2 separate regions of the Danio rerio genome follow, and region 1 is linked to region 2. A link is a contact called in public HiChIP or PLAC-seq data. All regions are on one chromosome and are shown on one strand. The core of a region is the stretch at or near the end of the contact, and the rest is flanking DNA. Distances in the headings are between cores, read along the strand shown.

Evidence for each region. HiChIP or PLAC-seq counts read pairs in DNA pulled down with a chosen protein or histone mark.
Region 1: a contact with region 2 is called in an H3K4me3 HiChIP or PLAC-seq map of embryo, with 6 times the contacts expected there. The contact joins the promoter of arhgef17 here to the promoter of p2ry2.3 in region 2. A contact is called at or near these places in 2 of 18 Hi-C or Micro-C datasets (caudal fin and an unstated tissue) and 1 of 4 datasets of contacts at active chromatin or transcription factors (embryo).

Annotation. Positions count from the first base shown.
Region 1 is chr18:4,850,593-4,857,855 of GRCz12tu, reverse strand. arhgef17 (Rho guanine nucleotide exchange factor (GEF) 17) reads left to right here and starts at 3,212. Exons shown (of 22, transcript XR_012394155.1): 1 at 3,212-4,183; 2 at 4,665-7,263.
Region 2 is chr18:4,596,676-4,604,297 of GRCz12tu, reverse strand. It overlaps p2ry2.3 (purinergic receptor P2Y2, tandem duplicate 3), which reads right to left and starts at 4,053. Exons shown (of 2, transcript XM_021467947.3): 1 at 3,872-4,053; 2 at 1-1,390. The coding sequence starts at 1,374. The coding sequence ends at 394. All of the region lies in intron 1 of LOC141378793 (a long non-coding RNA gene), which reads right to left. It overlaps p2ry2.2 (purinergic receptor P2Y2, tandem duplicate 2), which reads right to left. Exons shown (of 2, transcript XM_073930180.1): 2 at 6,790-7,622.

The DNA.
Region 1 (7,263 bases), core at 1,963-4,462, 250 kb before region 2:
TTCAAAAACATTTGTTATTTTCTTAAATACAATATGTTATAACTGTTTTGTTCATCTCAACCTTGAAGAGATACATAATAAACCAATTTTAATAAGAAAAGGTTGAATAAGAAAATGTAAGTGTTAATATACACAATTAAATATTCAATTTTGGGTAACACTTTACAATAAGGTTTATTAGTTAATGCATTTACTAACATGAACTAATCATGAACAACAGATGTACAGCATTTATTAATCATAATTGAACATTTACTAATGCATTATTAACATACAAGTCCATGCTTGTAAACATTAGTTAATGCACCATGAGTTAACATGAACTAACAATGAACTACTGTATTTTCATTAACTAACGTTAACTAACATGAACAAATACTGTAGTAAATGTATTGTTCATTGTTTGTTCATCTTAGTAAATGCATTAATTAACATTAACTAATGAACCTTATTGTAAAGTGTGACCCAAAATTGTTATGTAAATAAATATACAATAGATACTAATATATATGTTTTTTTAAATGAATAAATATTAAATTATAAATAAAAATAATTCTGGTCAAATATATTATCAGCCTTTTGGAGAGACAATTGCACTTGAAACATTGTCCACTTTTTATTTCATCTAAAGTTATAGGAAATTGGGATGACACGGTGGCTCAGTGGTTCGCCTTATAGCAAGAAGGTCACTGGTTTGAGTCCCTGGTGGCTCAGATGGCATTTCTGTGTGGAGTTTGCATGTCCTCCTTGTGTTGGTGTTTCTCAGCCCATATTTTAGTTGAGTTCATACAATATTGTGGACGTACTACTAGGCTACTGTAGGAATAGTAACTTTAAGTTGCTATTTTGACATGTATTAATTTCAGAAAATTGACTAATGTTGACTTTTATTTATTTATTTTTGCAATATATTTCGATAATGGCGGATTATATTGCAACCTTCTTGCTCCTCACAGCAAGAAGGTCGCTGGTTCGAGCCTTGGCTGGGTGCGTTGGCATTTCTGTGTGGAGTTTGCATGTTCTCCCCGTGTTCATGTGAGTTTCTTCCGGGTGCTCCGGTTTTCTCCACAATCCAGAGACTTGCGCTATAACTGGGTAAGCTAAATTGGCCGTAATGTTTGTGTGTGAAAGGGAGTGTATTCTCGCAGTGATGGGTTGCGGCTGGAAGGGCATCCGCTGCGTAAAACATATGTTGGATAAGTTGGCGATTCATTTCGCTGTGGCGACCCCTGATTAATAAAGGGATGAGGCTGAAACGACAATGAATGAATGAATATGTTGATAAGATAACTCAATTTGTTGTTTTGAATTTTGGGAAGTGAACGGCCACTAGGTGACGTGATTTACCAAGGAAAGGTTTCTTAAATTCATTATTATTTTTTGGCATTTAACATTCAGTTTGACATATGCTTTGTGCATATCAAGGCTTGATTACATTGTATTTTGGTAAATTAAGTGTAATCTAGAGGCCTTTGCCTTTCATATGAGCCACTTCTGATACCAAATGATCAACTAGAAGTCAAGTTATTATTTGTTGTTCCTAAAACTTGGAAAGGCAACAAGACTTTTGTCAGGCCTCTAGATTTTTTCAATAAATAAATCAACCCGTTCCTGTGTTGTGTCTAGTATTACTTCAACAATTCAAGTAATTTACATGCAGAGAAGCCAAACTATATTTAAGGAATTCTCAAACATGTATAAATGCATTAAAAATGATGATGATAAATGCTGATCATAATAAGTGTTTTTTTTTTCAGAACTAAATAACATGTTTAATGTAATTTTAAGTGAAAATAGGAATAGTTTATATATCTTTATACACACTACCGGTCAAACGTTTAGGGTCAGTTTCTTTAATTATTTAATAATTTAAATGCATTTATTCTGTTCATCATGGCGGCGTTAACGAAATGTAAATTGTTAAATACTTATTTATTAAATGTATTTATTACTTGTAGTATGTATTTTCAAATGAAATTATCACTCCAGTCATTATTGCTTTTTTTTTTTACAATAACCATTAATAATAATAATAATAATAAAATTAATAGTAAGAAGAATAAGAATATGAACAATAAAATTATTATTAATAACAATAATAATAAGTAGAAGAACAATGAAATTGCTAATAATAAAAAAATTAAACAAATAATAATAAGAATGATAAGAATAAGAACAATAAAATTAATAATAATAATATAAATAATAATAAAATGAAAAAATAGGAACCATAAAATTATTCATAATAATAATAATAATAATATTAATAATAATAATAATAACAATAATAATAATAATAATAATAATATTAATAATAATAATAATAATAAAATTAATAATAAAAAGACAAAAATAAGAACCATAAAATTAATAATAATAATAATAATAATAATAATAATAATAATAATAACAATAATTATAAAATGAATAATATTAAGAAAAACAACAACAACAACAATAATAAAAAATAAATAAATATTACAATGATTTCTAAAGGATCATTTGAATGAAGACTGGAGTGATTCCTCTTTAAAATCACTGGAATAAATTATTAAATTAAATTATAAAAGATTTTTGAACAGTTGTTTTATAGTGTAATGAAATTTCCCTCTTTTACAATTTGTACTGTATTTTTGATCAAATAAATGCAGCCTTGGTGAGCAGTAGAAGCTTGTTTTAAAACCTTTAAAAATCCAACTGAACCCAAAGTAAACTTTAGTGGACATAAACATTAAATGGTTAGAAGAGTAAATCAAACAGGAGTGAAGATGAATATGACCGCTAGAGCGCACTCTAGCCATACCACTAAAACGCCACTTGGACAGGCGAAGAAAAAGAAGAAAAGGGAGGAAAAAATCTCGAAACAAAGAACTGCAAAAGTTTTTACGGTTAAAGCAAGTTCACGGAGACTATGCAGACAAAACTGAGCTTTTGTTTATAAAGGCAGCAACTAAACGCATGCGCCTGAGCCTTTCTAAAGCGCAGCAATGATAACGAGGATGATCATTTGTTCAGCGCTTTCCCACTGCGCGTTTACAAACTGACTCATACTGTCAGCGTTATCTCTCATCAGAAAGAGGAAAAGCTGGATCCCCCCTCATATTCCCCAGGGGTCTTTCTCTCTCTCTAACCCCGACCCCATGCTTTAGTCCCGCCCTCAATCCAAGCAACTATCTGCATGTAAAAAAAGCCACAAGTCACGGAAACCCTTAATTGTGACCAAAAATAAGACCGAGCGCACTTATTATTCAAGCTGGAAATAAAGCATGCTTCAGAAGGAAGACAGTCGGAGGAGGAAATGGGATTTACTTTGGAAAACGCAAACCATTCAATCGTTTCTCTAGTGTGTTTTGGGCTGAAACACTTGGGAGTTTTCTCAAACTTTGAGCCCTTTCTGAATGCATGGATGAGGGAGGCAAACATGCGCAAAGGTCTGGATGTATAACTGTTTTACTAAACAATCATCTGTTGTTCGTGACCAATTTTTTTGTATTCCTCTGCGGGAAACACTGCCAAGCAACTTTTGTGGTTAAATGGGGGCATTGTGAGTTGTTTTCAGGGGGGGTAAAGGCGAGCACGGAAAAAGGAGGAGAAGAAAAGTTTGGACTATTTATCAATGAACTAAGAGAATAGACAAGTGGGAGGACAGGCATCGCGATGGCTGAAAGGGAGACTGAGAGAAAAGCGCCTGTATATAGAAGCGTCTCTTTTAAAAAGTTGGAGAGCTGGAGCGCCAAGAAGCGCAGATCATTTGGAGAGGATTTGGATAGGTGCGGTGCCCTTCCCCCAGAGCACAGCGCGCAGCCATCACAGGCGACGCACGCTGTTACTGTATCCAGAAAAGTTTCCAAAATCTCAGCGGCCAGCCTCTCGACCGCAGACCTCAAGAAAGCCTCTCCTGGAATATCTCCATCGGTTCGGCAGCTCTCCGAGAAGTTTAACTCGAGCACAACCGGCACGCAGAGCTCATTAATCAACACTGGAGGCGTTAAAAACACAAAAAGCGCCGAAGATTTGTCTTTGAGCGAGAGCGGCTGCCTATCCGAGGAGTTTTCGGAGTCTGCGACCGAGAAACTCAAGGAGACTGTTAGATATAGCTCGGCTCAAGAGTCGGTGTCAGGGTCGGATTCGGACAGAGGAGATAAACACAGGCTCTGGAAGACTGTGGGAGGCACGAGCACAGGTAAGATACTTTGTTTTTAAATCGTTTGATTTAAGTTTGCTCATCTGTTTAAATTAGTGTATACATTAAACGCTTTGCAGTGAACATTCTGACGGATAGCTTTGCATGTGATAGCCACTGGTATTAGCTTAATTTATTGAAGTAAAGTTGGTTTTATAATCCCACATTCGTTCAGTGACAACTTGTGACATGGTCTCTATATTGTTTACCATGTTACTTTGAATATTCGTTGGAAAATAGCTTGCACGTATCATTCAAAACAACATTAGCTCTATTTAATTGAATGTGAACAATCTTGTTGATAGTCTTTGGCTGCTAATATGATTTCATTTCAAGAATTCTTGTCTGAAAATAAAATATTAAGGACGAAGACTCGATGTGCAAATGTAAACCAACCTTACCCCTAATTTAAATACACTTATTATACACATTTTTTTTTAATCAAATGAATTGTTAACCACACAATGTGTTTTTGTCTTAGGGAGCCCAACATGTAATTCTCGTCGTTGCTATCATCCATCATATGGAGAGACTATTCATGTTGATGCGAACTGGCCTAGCGTTACTAAAATTAGAGAACTATTTGGGGATGGACGCAGAAAGCAGCATAGATCGACTTCAGATGCGGATGACTTGAAATCAGCCTGTCAACAGCTACAGCATTTCGACGCTAAAGAGGGCCTCTCAACTCCAGACAAAAGTGACAAACCATTCCCCCACCAGCCGAGGGGAGCCTGGCAAGATACAAACAGCTCTCATTATGACAACAGTGCATTGTATGAGGACTATTCGATCTCTGACTTCCAAACTTTAAGTGCTGAAAGCCATTCCTGTGAGATTTTTAATTGCGGTTCAACTCCTGCTGGTAGAACGACCGCTTTGCCCCTCAGGTCTCACCGTTGGCAGGAGCAGAGACAGAGGGCAGAGCAGCCACAGCCACTGGATAGCTCACATTCCTTGCATAACTCCTCTAAACCACAGACAGGGCCCTCCGTGGAGCTAGCCATTGCTCTGAGCTCAGGAGAAGAGGAGCTAAGCGGACGGACAGGCGGAAAGTTCCCACAAAACAAGCATGGCACCAGGGCTAAGTTGAGAGGAAGGTCTTCAGGCAGTGAGGAGGACAGCCCTGCTGCGCTAGCTCACAACAACCGTGACGTTAGACGCCGCTCACTAAGGAAGAAGAAGAAAAGCAGTTGCAGCAGAGACAATGAAGAGTCCGATGATAGTGACGAGCAGCCTGTAATGATGGAGCCGTGTGATTCTCAGCCAGTGGGCCGCAGGATTGAGGGTTTCCGTTCTAGGGGCTGTTATACAGGCCTGTCATGGGCACGAGACAACCCATCACAGCGGTCCCACATGACTAAGGAAAACTTTAGGCACATATATAGAAACTTCGAGGGGTCAGTTGGAGCTAGTCCTGTTCCTCAGGTGTCACGGGTTTCAAAAGTCACCATACCTTCATTTACATCTAGTCCATTAGGTTCTAGAAGTAGCAGCAGGTATTCTAGCACAGAGACATTAAAAGAAGAGGATAACATTAACAGCTTTGGCAGAGCCTCATCCGCTGTTTTGAGTAAAACATACCATGGCAATGCTACTATGTACCGCTCACCTAGTTTCGGTCATGGAGATAACTTTTCCCGTGGCCCAGTTCGTGTTCGCCCTAAGATTGTGCCCAGCCTTAACCCAGCAGACTGTAAAACGGGTAGTTCAGAAAACCGAGTTTTCAGCAACTCTTTAAATAATGAAAAAGACAGAAATAGGATTTCCCTGTCCAACCCTGACATTGCTTCGGAAACACTGTCACTTCTTAGCTACCTTAAGACTGATCTTTCAGAGTTAAGAATGAGGAAAAAGGGACAAGACGATGAGGATAGTCTGAACTCTGATCAAGGCACATCTGTGTACAGAATGGGCTCCAGGACAAATCGACTTCACCCTGGGCGTCCTTCCTTGAAGGATCTCACTGCCACTTTAAGAAGGGCAAATTCTTTTACTTACTCTGAGAAGCCAATAGTACAGCGATATTACGGTAGTGGACCAGGCTTAAGGAGTTCCTCTGAACAAAGACTCGACTCTGAAGGCAGTGGTGAGCAGGTGATAATTGCTGACAGAGAAGTGGAAAGCGATGACTGCAGAAGTTCTTATGGATACGATGAGCCAATGCCAACACCTTTACAAGACCGTTATTTGCAGGAAGCCAGACAGGTAATAAGAGACATTTGTCAAATGGGTGAAAGTAAGGATGATGATTATGTGGAGGACAATTTTAAAACAAAACCCAGTGACGCTAAAATAAATAATGAAGAAGGCGATGAGACGAAGCAGGAGGTAAGGAGACTTGAATACCCTGTTTTTACTGGGTGCAAGGAAGAGGAGGCTGATGGAAAAAGTGGAAAATGTTTACAGAAGGGAAATTCAGAGGAGAACATGTTCTGTGATAAGTCATTGGATGAACTCTCTGGTCATGAATCTAGTCTGACAGATGAAGGAATTGTCACAGAGCCAGAGGTTGGCTCATATGGGGGGCTGTCCTGCAGTAAAGACGTGCTGGGTCAGACCCTCGCCGTTTGGAATCAGTCAGGGTTGTACGATGAGCAATTGCCTGATACAACACCAGAGGAATCTCTTTCATCTCAGATTCCGTCTGTTAGGACGGAGTGTGAGGGAGTAGCCATAGGAGGAGACATTAGCAGCAGTAAAAATGTAAACCAGGGGGCCTTAGAGGCTCCAAATACTCCTAGTGCCATTCGCAGACGAAGGAAATTTTCCTCAGCTGGAAACAACGGCTCAGACTCCAGCAATGGCAGTAATGGGGAGTCGAACGGTGAATCTGCGTACCGCTCCTTGAGTGATCCCATGCCTCATAGACACCGTTCAGTCACAGAGGATGGAAAGAGCTTCTCGATGGACAGCAACCTGCTTGGCTCGCTTTCTCTAAACTCCAAGGTGGGTGGTATGGAGTCTTCTGCAGCAGATCTTTCTGAATACACAGGCAGCGCTGCCAGTGATCTTTCCGTGTGTAGCGACAGTCTGAAAGACTACAGTACTGTGATTCAGAGCATTGTATGCGAGCCTGG
Region 2 (7,622 bases), core at 2,804-5,303:
TGGTTTCAGCTGGTCGTCCAGCCTGGTTTTAGAGGGGTTTTGGCCATTTCCAGGTTGGTTTTCAGCCTGGTCTTAGCTGGTCAGGCTGAGAGATGACCAGCTTAATCCAGCTAAAATCAGCTTGACCAGCCTAGCCAGGCTGGGAGTCCAGCCAAAACCAGCTATGTCCAGCTTAAACCAGGCTGGTCAAGCTGGTTTTAGCTGGATTAAGCTGGTCATTTTCCAGCCTGACCAGACTGGAAATGGCTAGAAACCAGCCTGGAAGTGGCCAAAACCCTTCTAAAACCAGGCTGGACGACCAGCTAAAACCAGCCAACCAGCCTAGGCTGGTTTAAGCTGGATTTTTCAGCAGGGAAACGTTTGGTAGCATGACTAATCTATTTCAAAGTAGTTTCAGTATGTTGACATGGATTTATCATAGCGTTGGCTTGATGTCTTTTTGATGCTTTTTCTGAAGCTCTGTCCTGCCATGAAGTAGAGGATAGGGTCAATGCAGCTGTTGAAACTAACCAGAGGTCGTGTGGCCTTGTAGACATTATTGGAAAGCCGTATTACGGTGCAATTTGCTTGATCCAGGTAGCGGAGGGTGTAGTATACACTGCGGTTCACATGGAAGGGTAAGAAGCACAGCATGAACGCCACAAGCACAATGATGATCATCTTCACCGACTTCTGCTTGGATCGCTGTGATGTTGGAGCATCGCCGACACCTGGCTCACGAAGTTTTTTTACTATGAGGAAATTGCAGACTAACACGACCCCAAACGGCAGGACAAAGAGCAGGAGCATCACCACCGAGCTGTAGACCAGAAAATCATCGAAGAGCTCCTTGATAGTGGTGTCGTGACAGACCAGAACTTCATCATTAAGTCTCGTCCTGGAGAAATAAAGAAGTGGGGTCTGTAAGATAAGTATGATCAGCCATATTCCCACCGAGATCCAACGAGCACGGCGGGCGTTCATCCAGGATAAAGACCGCACCGGATGGCAGACGCCTATGAATCTGTGTACGCTGATGCAGCTGAGGAACAGGATGCTTCCGTAGAGGTTTGTGTAGAAGAAAAAGCGAATGAATCTACACATCGGGTCTCCAAACGGCCATGCGTTCGCACCAGCGTAGTAGTAGATGAGAAACGGAAGGGTGAGGATGTAGAGCGTGTCACAGGCGTTGAGATTGATCATGTAGATGGTGTTGGGCTTCCAGTGTTTGGTTCGAAATAAGATGACGTACATGGCGGTGATGTTCAGTCCCAGGCCGAACACGAACACCAGACTGTAGCTCACCGGGAGGAGAATGTACTTGAAGTCTTCTTTTAAAGTACAACGGTAAATGTCAATGTCATTCGTTGATACAGTGGTGTTGTTCATTGCCATTCTGATCCAGATCTGTCTGAGATTAAGACAAAGAAAACATATCATTCATTCATTTTCCTTCACTTAGTCTCTATTTCAGAGGTTATCAAAGTGGAATGAACCACCTATTCCAGTATATGTTTTATGCAGGCCAATTTAGGGCTCAATTTTGACGGTCCATGCGCAAAGCGCAGGGCACAAACGCTTTCAGGGCGTGTCAGAACGCATTTTTGCTAATTTAAGGACGGGAAATCCGCTTTGCGCAGTGGCGCATGGTCTAAAAGGGTTGAGTTTATTTTCTTAATGAGTTATAGGTGTGTTTTGAGAATAAACCAATCAGAGTCTCATCTCCAATTCCCTTTAAGAGCCAGCTGCGTCACGCCATAAGCGCATTCGCTATTTACAGGACTCAAAGTAAATCTAAGTGGAAAAACTGAGGATTTCTCTAGCAAACAGTTTACACTTTTTTAACAGAAAACTGTTAAACAGAGCATCTACTGCGTGAGAATGAGAGATAATGGATCTACTTTCACTTTCGCTCTTGGATAGGGAAACCTTTACGCACAGACATCCATTAGTCTATAAATAATTAATTTAGTTTTTTAAGCGCAAATATTTGTTTCAAAACTATTTCTAAATTCAGTTCTAATTTCCAGCAAACGAATAATTGAACAATAATAACGAAGTGTGCTCAAAAACCTGAGTTATATCCTAAAACACATGCTGTGCCCCATATGGTCTAAAACCTGACAGGTGGGCAAATCTAAGCTTGTTTTTAATAAAACAAATATAAATATGGATATAATAAATAATACTGCTAATAATAATAACATTATACAAAAGCAAATTGTTATGAATGAACTGAAAAAGCCTCCCGAGATGAAGAAGACATAAAAGCAGTGATTTTTCATATTTATGTAGGCTAGAAAATAATATGTTTTCTAATATTTTAATCATTTATATTTATATTCTATATCTATTCTTATTATATCCTATATATATCCTTAATATTTAATTTTTTTCATATGTAAAGATATTTGCCTATTGCTCTCTTGTGCGTATTAAGCAGTGTGTAAGCGAGGCGCAACTCTGCGCCGGAGTTTAGAACAGAACAGAACAAACCATCATTATAAAAAAACTTGCCTAATTACCCTAACCTGCCTAGTTAACCTAATTAACCTAGTTAAGCCTTTAAATGTCTCTTTAAGCTGTATAGAAGTGTCTTGAAAAATATCTAGTCTAATATTATTTACTGTCCTCATGGCAAAGATAAAATAAATCAGTTATTAGAGATGAGTTATTAAAACTATTATGTTTTGAAACCAGTTGAAAAAATCTTCTCTTTATTAAACAGAAATTGAGGAAAAAATAATTACTCTTGTCATATATAATTAATAACATTTGTCATGTTAAAAAAGTTAAATGGAACAAGTTATCACTGTGGAGACAGTCTCATCTCCTAGATCATGCACGTTTTTCTCTAAAAGGTGGGTAATATCTACAAACTCCACACACCCATATTGATACTGTCATGCATATGATAACCTACAAATATTCCTGGAACACTGTTTATAATGGGCAGAAAAAGTAACTTCATAATGTTTCTGTCAGACTCAGGGGACGAACAAATGAGCTTTTAAAGAAATGGACTAACCAACTCTCTCTACCAACAGCACTCTCAGTTATGCCAGAAAGTAACACATTAGATTGATAAGAAATTAGAGCAGAAGTCAAGCAATCAAGCCACAAAGTATCTTAAAATCTCCTGAGAACTTCCTCTCAACATCAAATGGCAAATGATGTTCAGATAACAGCTAATATCACAAAAAGCCTCAAGACACTTTCAATCTATAAGATGAAGTCTACATAAAGACTTCTGTTTGAGATTTTCTGTTTTAAATTAGCATTTTATAAGCATCCTGTAGTTAGGTTCGACCTCTTCAATGCCAGGAGTCTGATAAAACATCTGAATATTTCGTATAACTTTAAAAGACTAGAATAATGCCTGGATTTGTGTACAATAATCAACCTTGATCATTCAGAAAATGCACTAAATTTAAAAATAATTTTTCATTTAGTATATTTAAAGTGTATTTTTATTCTAAACTTAGGCTAAACAAGACAGTTATGAATTAAACATGGATATTTTGTCTTTTCTAACTTAATTAAATGTAGATTCACAGCGTATAGGCACACATGCACCAGTCAAGCAGTTTATATATTCAACACAACACTATTTTCATATTTTCAATGTAAACAAAGATGTCAAGATTTACGATTCGTGGTCTTAAATTTGTAGACCCCATACATACAGCAGTATGCATATAGACTGTACTTTTAGGATGAATCGTTTGAGTTGTATATGATTCATTAACTCTAAGTCAGTTCAAGTAGAAGAATCTTCACGAAATTGAACTCAATCTTGATAGCAAAATGAAATATACATCCCACAATTCAATAAATTAAAAAAATATATACGTGAGCTACTTATTTAGAAAAATATAAGTCACATACTCACGTGTTTTTGGCAGTTATTTTCAGGAATGTCCCCTCACGCTCTTCATACCTGCACAATCCTGCTCTTCCTCTGTCTGTTCATGCTGCATTTCTTTATTGTGGGCGGTACTTCCCATGTAAACACACCTCCGCTTGCCCTCATTGGTCAGGGCATCAGTCAGTCACTCAGATTGTTTATCAATCAGTTCCAATAGAGATAGGTTTCCAGAACGCCCCTCTTAAGCTCCACCCACCTCCAGAAGTTGACAGTCAGATCAAAGCCAAATCAGTCTGGATTACAGCACTGTGTATTGTAATTATAGTTATGAATGTATAGTGCGCCTACATGATGTTAGTTCCGCATCTACCTTTTTTTTTTTTTTTACTTTTACCTGCATATTTACCATTGTTAAGTGTCACTGTGAACATCATGTTTGAGTTCATGAAATAGTAAGCCCTGTCCTCATGGAGTCTATTTGACACTGATGAGTGTTGTCTTGTCATTATAAATACAAGCTGAGCAGCATTCATTTAAAATGTTATGGGGCATTTCTAATTATATCTATGGTGGTTACAGTCCTGGTTTACAGACCATATTAAAGGTGCATTTAACAATTTTGGAAAACCCTTTTTCAACCCAGTGTTGGAGCGATACCCGAAAACCCATCTGCAGCCAATCAGTAAGGGCTATGTCTAGTAGCAACATTGGAGATATTAAAAAGGGGCAAGGTCTAGTGGGGTTATAATTGAATTTGTTTGGTGCTTTCAAATAACTAACATAATTTGCAAATAAATAAAATAAAAACTAGATGCTTAGTGGATCTATAATAAGAGTATTTGGTAACACTTTATAATAACTACACACTATAAATCATTTATTAAGCATTAGCAAATACTGAACTCATTATCTGTTAAGCATTAACTATACATTAATAAACGTTAGTAAGCAGTTTATAACTGCAGCTGCAAATGCTCTATTCTTGACTTATAAGCACCTATATAATGTGTTTAATAATTGTATTTTCATACTTAGTTAATGATTTATTTTTCATTACTAAATTAAGTATCAAATTATTTACAAACTGTTTGTATTTAAGAGTAGCTGAGGGTTTTTAGGATCATTCAGAATGAGTTAGTAAATGATTAATAAACTATTGAAATCAACATTTATATGTCTTATTATTCAGGCTGTACTAATAGTTAACTAATATGTTAACAAATGCTTTATTAACTCAACTTCATGCAGTTTTGTGACCTAATCTAAAGTGAGGACTATTCATGCTTTATAAATGACTTAAAGGCTCAGAATCAAATAAACGATAATCTTTGCAATCTTTCTAAAAAGTGAAATTACTGTAAAGTTTAAACATTGCTGAATAACAGGAGTGTCAAAATATGACATCCAACTGGATAAAACAACAACAATATAATAATTTAACATTTAACATAATGTTTAAACTCTACAGTGATTCTATTTTAGATCAGGTTGCAAAGATTTATTTTTAATTTAAAGTACAGTTTCATTTGTGTCTCTTTAAACGAAGAGAAATTAATAATGTCTTTTTTTCCCGTTTAGAGTTTAACTGAGCCTTTATTTGTCATTTATAAGGCATTTATAAAGCATGAATAGTCCTCTAGATTAGGTCACAAAACTGCATGAAGTTGAGTTAATAAAGCATTTGTTAACATATTAGTTAACTATTAGTACAGCCTGAATAATAAGGAATATAAATGTTGATTTCAAATAGTTTATTAATCATTTACTAACTCATTCTGAATGGTCCAGAAAACCCTCAACTACTCTTAAATACAAACAGTTTGTAAATAATTTGATACTTAATTTAGTAATGAAAAATAAATCATTGACAAAGTATGAAAATACAATTATTAAACACATTATATAGGTGCTTTTAAGTCAAGAATAGAGCATTTGCAGCTGCAGTTATAAACTGCTTACTAACGTTTATTAATGTAGAGTTAATGCTTAACAGATAATGAGTTCACTATTTGCTAATGCTTAATAAATGATTTATAGTGTGTAGTTATTATAAAGTGTTACCGAGTATTTTAATAATAGGAAGTAGGGCTGTATGATTCTGGCTTAAATGAGAGTTATAGTTTTGTTTTTGCTTAAAATTGAATTATAGCTTATAATTATGAATACAGTATCTGACTCTTTTAACACCATTTGGAAGTGTATATATATATATATATATATATATATATATATATAAGATATATTAAGATTATGTGGTGGGTCAAATCGAGATCACAATATTTTTTTGATTAATCGTGCAGTAGGGTTGGGCGATGTTGACCAGTTTGGCATTGTACGATGTCTAATGTGAAACATCGCGATGGACGATGGCATCGTCGTCATAGGTGGGGGTGGTGGTTGTTAAATATCAATTAATTCATAACGAATTAATTAATTGTAGCCTACTGTTTTTACTACCATGGTCTTTGCTTGGCCCATAACCAAACCATAAATTAATAAAGTTACACACAAACGACCACCTGTCAATCACTTTTTTCCGCAGGACTCTGGCATGAATAGGCAGAGTAATCTGTGTCGTTGTAATGGCTTTTCCCACAGCTAGCGGAGGAGACGGGAGTTGGTTTGGAGTTCACTATAATTTGTATTGTGATTGATGATAACTTTCTTAATTTATTATTATGAATCCACCATTTTAAATGTGTACCGGATGTCTCCCGGATACTTTTAGGGCGTAGTATAAGTATTCGAATTGGGACGCAGCAAAGGTGTACTAGGTATACTTGAAACACCCAGGCAGGTGTGTTGAGGCAAGTTGGAGCTAAACCCTGCAGGGCACCGGACCTCCAGGAACGAGATTGGTAACCCCTGTTGTAGATCATTAAGATCACTATACCCCAAAGATGGATTTTCCATACCCATATTTTTTTCAGTTTTAGATTAATCATTTAGTAGAGGATATACAGCACAACAGCCTGTTTAAGGTACACATTTGCCAGTGCATGTGCTACTATAGTAAACAGCTTTACCAATTAAGCTACACAAATGCAGAGTTGTTGCATTGTTTTGTCTTATTTGCAGTTGGTGTGATAATTTATAAATTGCTGCTATGGGTTGTATTTTAAAAAAGTGACCAATGACCTATATGTTTAGAAGACAGGTTGCTTTCAACAAACATGCACTTGAAAAATTACTTTAAGTGACCCTTATATAGTCATTAAGTGCATATTAGATTATATCAATATATAGTGGTTATTAAGTCATTATTGTACTGTCTGTAGCAGTTGTTTCATCTGTTCAGTTTCTTCAAGGGCCTCGACACCCAAGCTGTTGTGCTTTGATGTGCTGTTGGTCAGCGTCGGTCTGGCTAGTTGGTTTGGTGTGTTTCACGGATCACTCCTCGTAGGGTTATTCTTGAGTGCAGACCGTGCACTCTCATTTCAGTTATGCCGAGTTCAGACTGCATGATTTTCAAAGTAGTCGTGTCACAGATGTTTTCACACTGCATGACTATCTGGGCTAGCGTTTTGTCGCTGCTTTGTTTACACTGCAAGATGGATCGGCGACAGGGACTTTCACATTGCATGACTTTACTATAGGAAGAATCGCCGACAACTTCGTCCAAACTACGTCTCACAGCCAAAAACAGGTAGTATATATTTTGTTATTAACTACATAATGAGAAAGAAGCCTTAAATGGGGTAGAACATGTACATGTTTGCTCACCTGGGTTTAAAGGGAATCAGCCATTTCTCCTAACCATTGATAATAAACTAAT